Regions from separate parts of the Ovis aries genome. Here region 1 is linked to region 2. Evidence: chromatin contacts called from public Hi-C data. All regions are on one chromosome and are shown on one strand. Each heading gives the region's core, a stretch centred on a gene start, on an enhancer-like site or on the middle of the called end of the contact. The rest is flanking DNA. Distances are from core to core; before and after follow the strand shown.

Region 1 (7,630 bases), core at 1,860-4,359, 180 kb after region 2:
CTACTATAGTTACAGAGCACCACCTAGAGATGAGAAAAAATTCAGAAAAATTTCATTCGCCATGCATGCCATAATACTTCCTAAGATTTTTATCTGTAGCAGTATTTTTCCAAAGTTGATTCTAGGAAATACTAGCTCCTAAGGATATTAATAAAGATTACAAAATTTTTAAAAATCTTTTTAAATTAAAAATGATACCATGGTTAAATAAAGCAAGAGGAAACTGAATTAAACAGGTTTTTGTGTAATTTCTTAGAATAACATGGCCAAAATTCATCAAGTGCTACTATGTTGTTGCAAGTTTTCACACACATTATCTCATTTAATCCTCATAACTGTGAAACTGATACTATTTTTTTTTTTTTGCCAAATCAGGCAGCTCATGGGATCTTAAGGTTCTGGACCAGGGATCCAACCTGGCCTTCAGCAGTCAAACCAGGGAGCCCTAAACCAATGGACCACAAGGGAATTCCCAAATTGATACTATTATAATCCCCAATGTATAGATGAGGAAATTGGAGCTTTAGAAAAGTTAATTCACTTGCTTGAAGTCACACAACTAAAGTGATGGTTAGTCTAGTTTCCAAACTCTACTCTTAAGCACTCTAGAGAGATAAAACACTCTAGGCAGGTAGACTATAAGCCCAATTCAAGACACATATAAATTTTTAGTCTGCTCAATGTTGCCAGCATTAAAGTACTGGAAAACTTAAGATAAAAACTTTACATCCAGGTTTTCTTGAAATCATTTGAAAAAACTGAAAGTTCTAGTAATACGGTCTGCAAATCTACATGGCAACAATTATCTAGAAGGACCATAGCCTTTTCTAGAAGGAACATGTACTGTCCAGATTATCGAGTCTTCAAAGTAAATAAAAATTTTATTTTTTACACTCTGCCCATTTTACTCATTTTTGTTACTACGCCAAGCTTATGAGCATTTAGTTGGGGAATTCGCCTCCCGCTACACTCCCCACAACATACAGTCTTTTATATACAAATGAATACTACCAATCTCTAAAAGTAGAGAGGAGGTTGCAGTGTTTTTTAAAATGTTTTCACATTTTAAGAATGCTAATCTATAAGTATTTATAATTATTATAACCATTTAAAGAGATTTGATTTTTAGATAAACACCAAAGCATGAAGGAAATGGAAACTACTTACAAATATTAGTCCTGATATTAGAGAAGATGTCCCTGTAAGTGCCACATAGAATCTGGGTGTCAATGAATTTAAAAATACTGTCACTGCCAAAAAAAAACAAAAAACAAAAAAAAACACAAATCAACGTTTAAAAGTATTGAAGTTACAAATATGTAGGTGTCTTTATGAGTGGAGGAATATAAGTAGATTAATATCTAGTATGAGATTCATTTGAAAAAGTTGTAACTTTTTAAAATGCTACTTTGCATTCTCATTGTATCATATCTTAAAAATGCCTTCACACATGTAAGGAGATCATTTAGCTTCCTGTTGAGAATAAAACCAAGAACATCATAATTTAGACAAGAACTTTTGCAGTTCCACCACATATATTACAAAGGAGGATTAAAACTATTTTCTAATTATTTTGGTGACATCCAAATCAGTGTTTCAAATTAGAGAGAAGGAAATAGTGTAGTATTTGACAGGTCACCTAGAGAAGCAAAATAGCCCAAAGAGAACAGCACACTAAATGGTTCCTATATCTGATTCACTGAAAACCTGGACCAGACTCTTCACTTCAAATAACAGTCTCATAAATACTTTGGGTTTTAGAAAGAAATAAAAATCTGTAAAGTCACTGACTCTCAGCTGAATGGCATATCTAATTAATACGTAAAAAAAAAAAGAACTCAATGAGTAACATTTCACTGAGCGTACAAACCACTAGTAAACACTTCATTAACCTGTAACACCAAATTAGCTTTTTCAAACAGTCTAGGAAGGTCAATTTATCTAGCTTGTTTTAGTGTGTTAGTTGTCTCTGGATTTACATACTCAGTTCTTAAAAAGTCCAAATATTTCAGAATATTATCTCAGTCTTTCATGTTATCTCACAGAATAGAAAACGGAACACTTGCCTCCTCTTTCTACAGAAAAATAAAACAGCACTGACAGACAAAATCGTCACACAATAGAAATATTCACTTTAATCTGAGGTTGCCGATTTGTAATGACATGGTAAGAGGCCCTGGCTCGCATCCACTCTGACCCGGCTACAGCTAAAGGATATTTGCAGAATCCAAGGGATCGTCACCTCTTAGATGTCTTTGGGTCTTCAGCCCACACTACACAGCAAGCTCTCTACCAATGTTGAAAGAAAGAACTAAGGAAAGTACCCACTACTGTTTGTGGCTCTCTTTCTCTTTACTTCCCGTATTGTTCTATTTTATTACTCAAGATAAAGCCTAAAACAGAGAACGGACAAAAATATATCGGAAACTATTTCTTGACAACGCTATTTTAAAACATGAGAATAGTTGGCTACGATCGTGATGTTTTCTGTTAGATGTTTTGTTGTCTGGGTGTGGGTTCTCTCAGCTGAGTGGCGGGAGACTCAAAGGGTGTACATAAATTCTGCATCCAGGTCTGAAATTGCTCTCATCTGTCCTATCACCTGAAGCTTACAGCTTGTCAGATGGTTTCTCTTAGGGCGCAAGAGGGCACACGAGAGAGGGCGGATCTTAAGAGTTCCGGGAGGAGCCGGCGGCTGCAGCTCAAGTTTGACAATCAGCTGCGGCCTCAGAGAAAAAGAATCCACTCGGTCGCTTAAACTAACTCATTCTCTGAGGCCCTCCAGTGATAAGGAAATCTCAGCGCTTTGGCCTTTGCCCCCGACACCTCTAACTGCCCCCTACCCGGACCGCCGCCCGTCCCCGGGGAGCTCTGGGCCTCTCACCCGCTGCCAAATTGTCACACAGCCTCAGCGGGACCCTCAGAGCGTAAAGCAGCCCCAGCCCCGCCACGAACCACAGTGAGGCCCCAATCCCCGCCAGACCAGCCCGCAGCCGCTCCCTCCAGCCCAGCGGCGGGCTTAAGCCGGGAACAGGGGCAGGAGGAGACGCTGCAGCAATCGCTGCTTCACCTAAGCCGTCACTGTCCGCCATCTTGCCGCTCCCGCTAGCGCCGGGAGTTGGGAGGGGAGAAGGGCAGGAAAGCGGGAGTCGGGAATCCTGGGATAGTGGCGGACCTAAAGTTGGTCTCCGTGAAAACTGATAGTCCCAGGGAACGGGGACGAAGACCTGGAAAGTGGAGGAACGCCCCAGGACTGAGCTACCTATTCCTTCCGAGGGAGGGAAAGGGCGGATGGCGGCACCTATTCTGGAGGAACTGAACTGTGACCCCCGGAGTGAAGTGTTTTAGCCTCCAGACGAATAAGGATCGCCTTCCACCCCATTCCTAGGGTTGAAAAACCCACCAACCGTTCCAGAGTCCGAGCAGCACTAAGCCCTTTGGGCTCGGCTATCATGGAGAGCACTGATACTGGGAAAATCTACAGGAGTAGCGACGGCAATTTGGTCGGCTGGAGCTCGGGCGCCAATACCAGTCAAAACACTCTCCCAACGTCCCATAGATGAATAGGGAAATGGCTGCAGCTCTGGCAATTCCAGTCGAAACACGCTCCCAACGTCCCCAAAATAAGTGGGGAAATGAATGTAACTCAGTGAGAAAGACAGATTTAAAATTAAAGTTAGCCGACTTCCTTGGGCGCCGAGGCCCGGGGCCATCACCCCCGCCCGTAACTGACATGGCGCTCTCGCGGTCGGCGTTTCCGGGCGGGTCCTTCCGACGCCCCTCGCTGTGATTCCATCACTCGGCTTTCTTCCCAGCCTCCTTCGCGCCAGGGCCGGGCTGGGCCAGAGCAGCCCAAGATGGCCGACTTCGAGGATCGGGTGTCGGATGAGGAGAAGGTAAGGGGTTCGCCTCTCTCTCTTGCCTCTTCCCGGGACAGGGCAGGGAGGCCCGACCTGACTGGGGTGGGAACCCCGGCAGTGCACTCAGGAGAAGAAAGCTTCTCGGTCTGTGCCGGCATACCGTCCCCGCAGTCGGGACGTTTCGCTGCCCTTTTAGGGGCTTTCGTCTGCCTCACGGTGGCCCCAGTTCCCCATTCCTCAACTCTCTTTTACTCCTGGGCCTGAGGCACAACCTGGTGACCTTCCTGCGAGAGAAGAGACCTTCCGTTATTGAACTGTGACTGTGGACCTTTTTTGTATTTGAGAAAGGGGACGATGATGATGTCGCGACGAATCAAGAAGCAATTATTTTACCGCCTTCAGCGGTTGGGGCTCACCCCATCCCCCCATTTTTAGATATGATTGGGGCTAGTTTAGGGCGAGTCACTTCCTGGTCAGGGTGGCCTCTTAACTTCCCTTTTGCTCCTCCTTCCTCAGGAAGTGATTTTGCTGTCACGACTCCTCGACAGGGAGAGGTCTCTAATATATCGGCCACCTATCCTCCTACACCTCTTTTCCCACATACTACCGGCTAAACTAACTCGCGGTAATAAATGTGTAAGGCTCAGGGACATTGGCTTCAGAATCTGAACACGCTTTTCTCTGTAACACTCCTTTGATTGTACGTATACGGCCCCCGCGGTGACTCTGTCCCTTGCGTCTTTTAACGATAATTTTTGAAAAACAGTTTTCGACTTTTTTCTTAACAAGATTAGCCAACGAATTCTTTCTTTTTTAACTCCAGAAAGGTTTTATGTCGCACATAAACAATATTAACACATGCAAGTCTGGACAAAGCTTCCTGCTTTCTTTGGTGCTCCACTGTGATGTCTTTGATTATAGTTGAACTTGTCAGTGTGTAATTTGTATGCTTTTTTTTTTTTTCTGTATGCTTATTTCTTTAAGAGTGTCTTAAGTACAAGAGAATATTCCACCTTAGGTGGAATAATTTTTTTCCTGACAACTGCAAACTTTTCATAACAGTTTGTCAGGCTTTTCAGTAAATAGGTTAAAGATTTTAGAACTTGTGAATATTACAATGATTTCATAACATAATTCGTAGTAGGACAAGGAATTTCCCACAGTGACTCTTAAAAAATGTATATCTCTGAATGCTCTGTAAATGTATCTGGGTTTTCTTGGACTGTTTATGATCCAAGAGTCCTCTGTGTGGAATAACTTGATATATCATATACACCATGCCATTCTGAAATGCTGAAGAAAGCGCTGAACATTCACAAGCCATTGAACAACACTTCAGATTAGATTTTCTCTTACTTGGAAATTGATTCTCATAAATGTAAGATATAGCGGGGCAAGGACATTTTATACTGTATGTGAACTTACGCTAGAGAGAAAACTGTTAACATAATAAAGTTTATTCTAAAGGCAAAAAGTTATAATTCAGATGAAGTTAAATTACAGTGAAAATCATGGGATAGCAAAGCATTTGTGAGCCTAACTGATGGCCCACTTAAGCAAAATTTCACTAGGAATTTAAGATAATAAACTTTGAAGTTTACCAGTGTTGGGTTTTTGTTTTTGACAGGGTTAGAATGCCTTTTTAATTAAACTTGGAGAAAAAATACATACTTCAAAGTGTAAATTAAGATGTCTCTGGATATTTACAGTGTTGAAATTAGTGACATTAAAAAAATAGCCTTAATTTTATAGCAGCAGATGTGTGACCAGTTTTCTCTTATCGCCCAGCATACTTCTTTTGTAGTTTAATTTTAATAATGACATAGCAAACAAATCATAATTAGGTAAATCTACTGCCCAAAAACTGTTGATGAATTTTATATTCAGTAAACAGGTTTTAGATTAACTGCATTGTCTTCATTAGAGTAGATAACTAAGAATAGCTGATATAAAAAAAATCTCATATAATAAATCCATATGACTGAGATTACTGAAATTTTGTTAGAGTTTTTATTCCTAGAGATGAACTGATATGTATTTCTCTATTGTGGATCAGTAGGTGAAAATAAAGGGCTTTGACTTCAAAGATTACTTCCATTTTCCTTCAACTTTATATTTGACCTCTTTTCCTCCAGGCCTTTTAACTGAATTCAAGAACTGAAAAAGTATTTTTCTGAAAAGGCTTGTTGATATGACTACCTTAGCATTCATAAACAAAAAGTTACCTTTAAGCAAGATGCTTATTGTACAAAGCTTTCACAACCAAGGCACTATTACAAAAAAGATATTTTCAGCCTTAGTTTGTATATTGATTCTTCCTTGAGGGTACTGTAAAATTTTCATTTTTTTCTTTTATTAACTAAGATCTCAACTGCATTTGATTTTATTTTTTGTAGCACACGTGTGTCATGATGCCAAATATATTTTAAATACTGCTTTTTATCTTTGTTATATTTTCTGAGAACAGTGAACCCAGAGCTGAATTTGGTGGTGAGGGCCTCTGATTTCCTTGCAAATATTTCTGTAAAAGCTAGTAAGATCAACCATTCTCATAACTAACTGCTGAAGTTTTTGTCACTTTATAAAGAGGAAGTTGGGGTTTTTAACTTCTGCATTGTTACCTGAAATGGTCATGATGAGCTGCCTAAATAAAACAGGAAGTTGAAAGTGTAATAACTTGCAGAAATAAATACTTTTAGTTTTATCCTAGAGTTCAGTTTCTGAGAATGAGCTCTACTTATCTAGTACTTAGAGTCTTCAGTTACATGGTTCCAAATGCTTTACAAGACCAAAATGAACAGATGCCATAATTAGGACATTTAGGTATGAGGTAAACTACTTGTTTGGATTCTTTGCACTGACTGTTTCCTTTAATTCATGATTCAGCATTTTAAACACATAAATGCACACAGAATTTTAGGGTTGAAAAAAGTGCCACTGGTACATTTTTTTCTTCAACCTAACAAGTGTAATGTTTGTGTATAGCTTCAAAAGTACCATAACTGAAAATTGGATCTCTATGCTTTAAGCTTAGATAATACCATCTTTAAGACACTTTTTGAGAAATGGGTTTGTCAAAATTATATAGGAGAGATGTGGAAAATGTAAATAGGTGATGAAATTTGAAGGCTTTGTTAGAGATCATGAAGATACTTACACTTTTAAAGTAGATTTCCTTGATTATGTGTTACCTCCTGAGTGATTACTCTTTAGAGTAAAGTAAACCCTAAAGCTTAATGGCCATGGCTGTTTTGTAACAAGTCGTTCATTAGAATTAATACTAGTTTTTTTAAATCTTATGTTGGCTTTGCTGAGTAGTATTCATATAATCTGTTACAAAATCTTGGACAGGAGCACAAAGCCTAAGCAGGTACAAACTCAGGCGCCCATTTTTGGTGAAGAGTGTAGGTTTATTATATTTCTTCAAGAACATCTAGCTATTTTATTAGGGCTAGTCTTAAGGCTAAGCAAAGCATTTGTCAAATAATTGAGACCCCAGGTAAGTCTGATTCAGAAGCCATGCTTTTCTCACTATACTATTTTTAACATATCCATGAATGAAAAAAAATCAGAGTAATTCATTTAATGAATTAGATTCTTTTTTTGGGGGGGGTGGGGGGGTGTGTGTTCTGGGTCTTTGTTGCAGCACATAGCCTTCTCTAGTTGTGGCACAGAGGCTTAGTTGCCCTGCAGCATGTGGGCTCTTAGTTCCCCAACCAGGGATCCAACCTGAGTCCCCTGCATTGGAAGGCAGATCCTTAACCACTGGA
Region 2 (6,839 bases), core at 1,851-4,350:
TATGATGGAGACATGATAGAGCATAGTAATTATGAGGGTGGACTTAGGAGTCAGATCTGAGTAAATATTCCATGTTCATCTCTTATGAATTCCATGACCATGGACCTCTTTGCGCCTCAATTTCGTTATCTGTAAAACAGGAATATTCACATCTCGCTCCTGGAATTCTTTTAAGGGTTAAATGAGATGTACTCCGAAGCATTTTCATAGTGCCTGCCATATAGTAAAGGCTTGAGAAATGCTTCTAGCATATATAATTATCATACAATTATAGAACTGAAACGCTCTTTAGGAATCAGGTTGCTAATTTCATGCTATTACCAGTGAAGCTAAATGCAGTTAAGTTGGGGGCGTTACTTTGTGAAGTAGTTTTGCACACAGGTTTGAATGTTTTCCATCCCTGCCCCCCTCCAAATCCTCAGAATGTGAACTTTCTTTGAAATGAGATATTTGCAGATGTAATGAGCTAAGATGAGGTCATACTAGATTAGGATGACTTCTAAATCCAGTATGACTGTTATCCTTAGAAGAAGAGGAGAAGACAGAGGCATTAAGTCACAGAGGGGGAAATGCCATGTGAAGACAGAAGCAGAGAATAACACAATTCAGCTACAAGCCAAGGATTTCCAGGAACCCTCATAAGCTAGGAGAGCAGGGTGACCCTCCATAAGCCCACTCCCACCAACACCCCTCACCAAGGAACCAACCTTGTCAAAACCTTAATTTCAGACTCCTAGCCTCCTCACTGAGAGAGAATACATCTCTGTTATTTTAAATCACCCCATTTAAGGTCAGTTGTCACAGCAGCCCTAAGAAACTACAGTTTGTGACAGGGAGAACTCCAGCAGAACTCACAAATTTTTCTTTTACATTTCCAGTCTAGCCCTCTTTTACTCTATCATTGCCTTCCCCAAACCAGCAATAAACATTCATGGTACACCTACCTAAGATGTTTACTCATTTGGAGAAAAACTAACACACACTATACTCTTTAGTGCTTCTTACTAAATTGTTACCTGACATACAGTAGGCATTTAATAAATACTACTGGCATGTTGATACAATAATAGATATAAAAATAGTATGTTGTGTTATACAACTTTAGGAAATTATTACAAACCCCCTTTCTACCTCTGTACACCTGTGTGCCAGACTCTAATTTATTTAGACATTTTATACATTTGAAGAATCATTGAACTTCAAATTCACAGGCTCTGGCCATGCACTAGCTCCAGGGGTGATGAATTAAAAGGATAATAATCTGAATACCCTCAGGACTCAATCCTACCAGGCAGGGATGACCTCATTCTTGCTGGGTCCTCCCACACTCACTGAGGAAAGTCAGCAAGAGCTCAGAAAATCTGGGGAGCCGCCAGTTGCTCTGAAGGAAGTAGGTGCCAGGTCAACCTGGGAGTAGAATGGGTAATGGTGGGTTAACAAAGGGAAGGAGGGGAGGAGGGGTGAGCTGATTCACTGGGACAACTCTTACAGTGACTCAGAAGCCAGCAGAAAATAGCCTGTTCTGCATCTGCCTCACTGTCGGGCAATGAGGCACTTCCTCATTGCACACCCAGAAGGCAGGGCAAAAGGGCGGAGGAGGAAATGGAATTTTTCAAATTCGTGGGCCTAGTCCAGCACTGAAACTCTGTTTTTAACCATTCCAGACATTTTGTTTCAAGTGAAGTCAGTATTTGTTGAACACCTACTATGTCCCTGGCCCTTCATCTTGCCTTTCAGAACACAGGGAATGATGTCTTTCTGAAGTTCTGAATTTCCTATTTGTTACTTCAGAAGCATCTGAGCTGCTGTGAAGCCCTTCAGTACAGTCCTCTTGTCCTTCAAATATACATACAGAGGACATTCTCAAGCCAGCAGTCAATAGAGGGAGACATGGAGCCCATTTCTGTTTCTAATGCTAGTTGGAGGTCATCCAGACTCACTCTCTGAACCAGCCCTCCTCCTGAAAGCCAAGTGTATAGAGAGCAGAATATAGCACAGAGTTGGAATCCACATCCTTGTTGGAAGGTCTTTGTTTTCCATTTACTAGTTCTATGGCTTTACTTGATTTCTCTGAATTTCTCTCTTCTCTGTAAAATAGGCACCAATGGTCTATCTTACAGGTTAGGAAAGATATTACATTTGTGTGCGTATGTGTGCATGCCTGCGCAGCTGTGTTCGACTCTTTGAGACCCTATGGACTGTAGCCCACCAGGCTTCTCTGTCCATGAAATTCTCCAGGCAAGAATACTGGCGTGGGTAGCTGTTCCTTTTTGCAGGGGATCTTCCCAACCCAGGGATCAAATTCATGTCTCCTGTGTGAAGATTAAATATCATTATATGAAAATAACTTGCAGGAATGGCAACCTAGACAGCATATTAAAAAGCAGAGACATTACTTTGCCAACAAAAGTCCATCTAGTCAAAGCTATGGTCTTTTCCAGTAGTCATGTATGGATGTGAGAGTTGGACTATAAAGAAACCTGAGCACCAAAGAATTGATGCTTTTGAACTGTGGTGTTGGAGAAGACTCTTGAGAGTCCCTTGGACTGCAAGAAGATCCAACCAGTCCATCCTAAAGGAGATCAGTCCTGAATATTCATTGGAAGGACTGATGCTGAAGCTGAAACTCCAATACTTTGTCTACCTGATGTGAACTACTGACTCATTTGAAAAGACCCTGATGCTGGGAAAGAGTGAAGGCAGGAGAAGGGGACGACAGAAGATGAGATGGTTGGATGTCATCACCAACTCGATGGACATCTGTTTGAGAAGCTCCAGGAGTTGGTGATGGACAGGGATTCCTGGCATGGGGTCGGACACAACTGAGCGACTGAACTGAATGGCATTAATAGGGCTTCCCAGGTGGCTCAGTGGTAAAGAATCCACCTGCCAGTGCAAGAGACAAGGGTTTGATCTTTGAGTGGGGAAGATCCCCTGGAGGAGGAAATGGCAACACAATCCAGCATTCTTGCCAGGAAAATCCCATGGACAAAGGAGCCTGGTGGACTACAATCCATGCAGTTACAAAAGCGTCAGACCTGACTGAGCACTTATGCAACAAAATGGCATTAATACTGGTTTACTTCCTTCGAACTTCCCTATGTTTGCCGACTGACTACATCCCTCCACCTGACTGCAAACTGCGTGTGGACAGAGCTGGATCTGTCTTGAGACAGTCTGCCTAGGTGAGTAGGAGGCCTCACTACTGCTTTGCTTAATAATAATTGTTAATATTAGAAATAATACATTGAAATTAATTCATATTACTTGTGCATTATAAATAATTGTAAGCATGTATTATATTTAAAGCAATGTGATTATTATTCGTTTAACCAGTTGAACTGGAATCCGTGAAAGGGATAAAGAAATCCAGAAACTTTGACCTCAGGAAGGGATGCACCCTCGCCCTTCTCTGGGTTATTTGGTGCTGGAGGGCTTAGTGCGGGGCTTCCCAGGTGGCTCAGCGGTAAAGAATCCACCTGCAATGCAGGAGATGCGGGTTCGATCTCTGGATCAGAAAGATGCCCTGGAGGAGGAAATGGCAACCCACTCCAGTATTCTTGCCTGGAAAAGTCGATGGACAGAAAAGCCTGGCGGACCCATTGCGTCACAAAAGAGTCGGAGGTGACTTAGCGACTAAACAAGGGCTTGCTGCCACCAGATCTGCATTCCTGTGTTCACGAGGGACAGACATTCCTTGCATCCTCTACTGTCCTTTGTCCCAGCAGGGCTGCGGCAGCCTACAGTACAATGGGGCCAAAGACACAAAAATTCTCATTTGGAAAACAGCGTAGAAAACACTGACACACAGAAATTTTATTCATTCGATTTCTACCTGGAAAGGAAGTCGGGTTGGAAAGCTACCCGGCGTCTCCACTCCAGGGGTTCCAGGGGCTCCAGAAGCTACTATTCTCTTCCAAATATAATGTGAAAAGAGGGGTCTCTGGGTTTTTCATCTTTGCTCCCTTCTCTAGCACACGCTTTGTCCCCCTCTCCCCCGCCCCCCGCCAAAAAAAAAAAAAAAAGTGTGTCGGGGGGTAGAACAGGCAAGCCACGTTACCAGGTTTTCAACAGCAGGTTTTCTAAACACCAGAGCGCACTTCATTTATTAACATTTTGGATGAAACGTTAATGTGCCCAGTCAGTCAGGACACCCGAAACCCATTCCTGAGCTTCCCGTACAACGAGGGTACACACGAAGCACTCGCCACCATCTGGTCCCGAAAGCCCATAGAAGGTGGAAAGTTGCAGAATCCGGGCCCGGAGGGGCGCAAGCCCACCCCGAGCCGGGGCAGGAGGACTGAGCTTCCTCCCGGAAGTGACGCGAGCTCAATCCCAGCTTGGCTCTCCCCAAACAAAAGGGATCTTGGGGCCCCGGGAGGAGCCTAAATGACATTGGAGAAGCCCCTCCTCCAGCCGGCGCGGATTGGTTTCGGGGTTGGAGAGGCGAGGAGGCCATTGGCTCTGCCGAATGCCAGTGCCCCCGCCTGGCTGTTGAGGGGCGGGGCCTCGAGGGGCTGTGGATGGAGAGGGTGGCGGAGGCGGCAGGGAGAGGAACCTTGAGCGCCGGGAAAAGGTAGGAGCCGTTGGCGCCGGGGCTTGGCGGCGGCTGGGAGGCCAGGTTCTCGAAAGAAAAACAGGGGTAGAACCGCCGGTGTCCTCCCGCCACCGTACCAGCTGCCACTCGCGCCCATCCCCTGAGGGGGCGGGGCCGTCTCCTCTACCTCCCGGTATTCCCTGAGGAGGCGGCTCCTCATCCTTCGAGGGTGCTTGCAGCTACTTACTGTCCCCCATCAATCCCAGCTTCCCAGAAGGGGCTGGTTTCCTGATACCCCTCATTTAAAAGGTCCCTCACCTAGCCCCTCAACCTTGGGAGAAGGCGTACAGGTTCCCATTCTTTAGACTGCCGCCCCCGCCCCCATTTTGTACCCCTAGGAGGCCAGACATCTCTTCCAACACCTGTCCTTGCTCGCAAGGGAGGGACCAGAGGTAATTTTATCCATAAGATAAAAATCAGTGTTTTCAAAAAGAAGAGAGATGGGACGATGCAAAAATCAAAAGACCCGACCTAGACAGCCAGCTCCACGGACGAATCGGCCTTCCCCAACTTGGGTTCCTCCCATCCCCCATTCTGTATTCCTGAGCCTTCCCCCTGAATCCTCTATTCTCCTATGGAGCTGGGGCGGGGGCGGGGGGCGGTATCGAGAGTTCCTCTGCTTCGAGACTTTTTGACTCTGGAGGAGGAGAAATAGTAACCTTCCCGACCCCGCTTTGTACCTTTACTCTATTACTTGAAAGAGAACCTAACCTCTGAGGATTGTTTTTTTTTAGGTTTGAGTTGCGTTTCGTTTTTGCTTTCTATCCTATTTCTTCCTGAAAATTTGATGAAAAATCGCCTTTTAGTATTTCACAGTGAATTGAGCGTGTTGTATATCTACAGAGTTGTCGTTGTGGGTAGGAATGCAGTGTATATTGTTGGACTGTCCGTAACAGCATGCTTTCAAGTGAAGCAGTACAGATAACTAAATAAAGAGCTTTAGATTAGGAATGAGTGACTTCCAGTCTAGGTGGGCTGGTCTGTTGCTCAGGGAGACTGCAGTTAACCTTGAAGGTGTAGTTCTTTTGAAACAAAAGGGAGGAAGTGTTTGAAGAAAATTCAGGTTCAGTGGTCTAGGTTTATGATTAATCTGGTCAGGTAGCCTTTGGTTACTCTCTAGCCCCTATTTTATGGTGGGCTTTTTCCTCTAGGAGAAACTGATGTGTAATATATATATATGATGTTGACTGGCTTTACAAGACCAGTATCATCTACCAAAATTCAGGGGATAAAAATTAAAAGCACATTTTAAATTTCAGAGATAAGGATTAATAAAAGCAAGGTAAACTCTAGCTATTCAGACACATGTGACTACCAAAGAGAGTCTCTATAGGGTGCTCATAAAGACCTTCATTTCAGCAGGTGCAAAATATTGATAATTTTGGCCTAATGTAAATGCCATTGACTCCCCATTAACCATCTGTTGCTAGTGCTTTCATACATTAAAATCCGCCATATTTTTTAGCGTTGTTTCTTTTGCTTTCAATCCAAAGTCTGTCTTACTACTGTTTTCTGAAGTCAAACATAGTAACAATGGGATTGGAGGAGTTGGAATCATGAGGGGCAATCATAAGGGCTGTCTTTTACTTTCCTGATAAGCGTCTCTGAAGGTAGACGTCATGAAGGTAATTAATTTTGAATAGTTAGGTTGGACGTTTTCGGAGCCAGTCTCCCTCTGCATAGATCCACTCGGTGACTGTTTCCAGATCTCCAATAAAAAGGCCCCGAGAAGAAACTGCGGAGGGTCTCTCCAGCACACACCAAGCATACTGCAATGGGCTGGTAAGGGCCCCCCAGCAATAGCAGCAGAGAAAAACTAAAAGCAGAGCAGGAAATCCCCAAAAGATATATCTTCCTTTATGAACAGAGAAAAGAAAATAAACCAATGTAAAGAGACTAAGGAAAACAAAGTTGTGGTGATTGCCAGGGCCTTTATGAGCAGAAAGGAAAAAGCAAATAATGCTCTTTGATTCCTTGGCATAACAAGCAAGATTTATTCGATACACATTTGAATCGCAGAAATCTTTAACTTTTTCGACACCTGTTTAGTAGTGTTAGATGAAGAAAAGCATCGTATGCAGAGATTTTTCTAATGTACGTGTAGTCTATCTCATTATAAAGTCTTCAGGAGGTGTTAGTATGTTTTGTTTCACCTTTATACCTTTCATAGTGCCTAGTATATAGTTTGACTTAATGAGTGTTGAACTTCATTTGAAGCTGACACCTTCGGGTAGACTAGAAA

Evidence for each region. Hi-C and Micro-C count contacts between places; a contact is called where the count stands out from the background.
Region 1: a Hi-C map of tail adipose tissue shows a contact between it and region 2, with 5 times the contacts expected there. The contact joins the promoter of ST7L here to the promoter of CTTNBP2NL in region 2. A contact is called at or near these places in 5 of 16 Hi-C or Micro-C datasets (hypothalamus, liver, retroperitoneal adipose tissue and 2 more).

What each region holds. Positions count from the first base shown.
Region 1 is chr1:90,017,829-90,025,458 of ARS-UI_Ramb_v3.0, forward strand. It overlaps ST7L (suppression of tumorigenicity 7 like), which reads right to left and starts at 3,110. Exons shown (of 13, transcript XR_006060391.2): 1 at 2,885-3,110; 2 at 1,168-1,250. It overlaps CAPZA1 (capping actin protein of muscle Z-line subunit alpha 1), which reads left to right and starts at 3,845. Exons shown (of 10, transcript XM_004002331.5): 1 at 3,845-3,896. The coding sequence starts at 3,858.
Region 2 is chr1:89,839,401-89,846,239 of ARS-UI_Ramb_v3.0, forward strand. CTTNBP2NL (CTTNBP2 N-terminal like) reads left to right here and starts at 3,101. Exons shown (of 5, transcript XM_042252468.2): 1 at 3,101-3,185.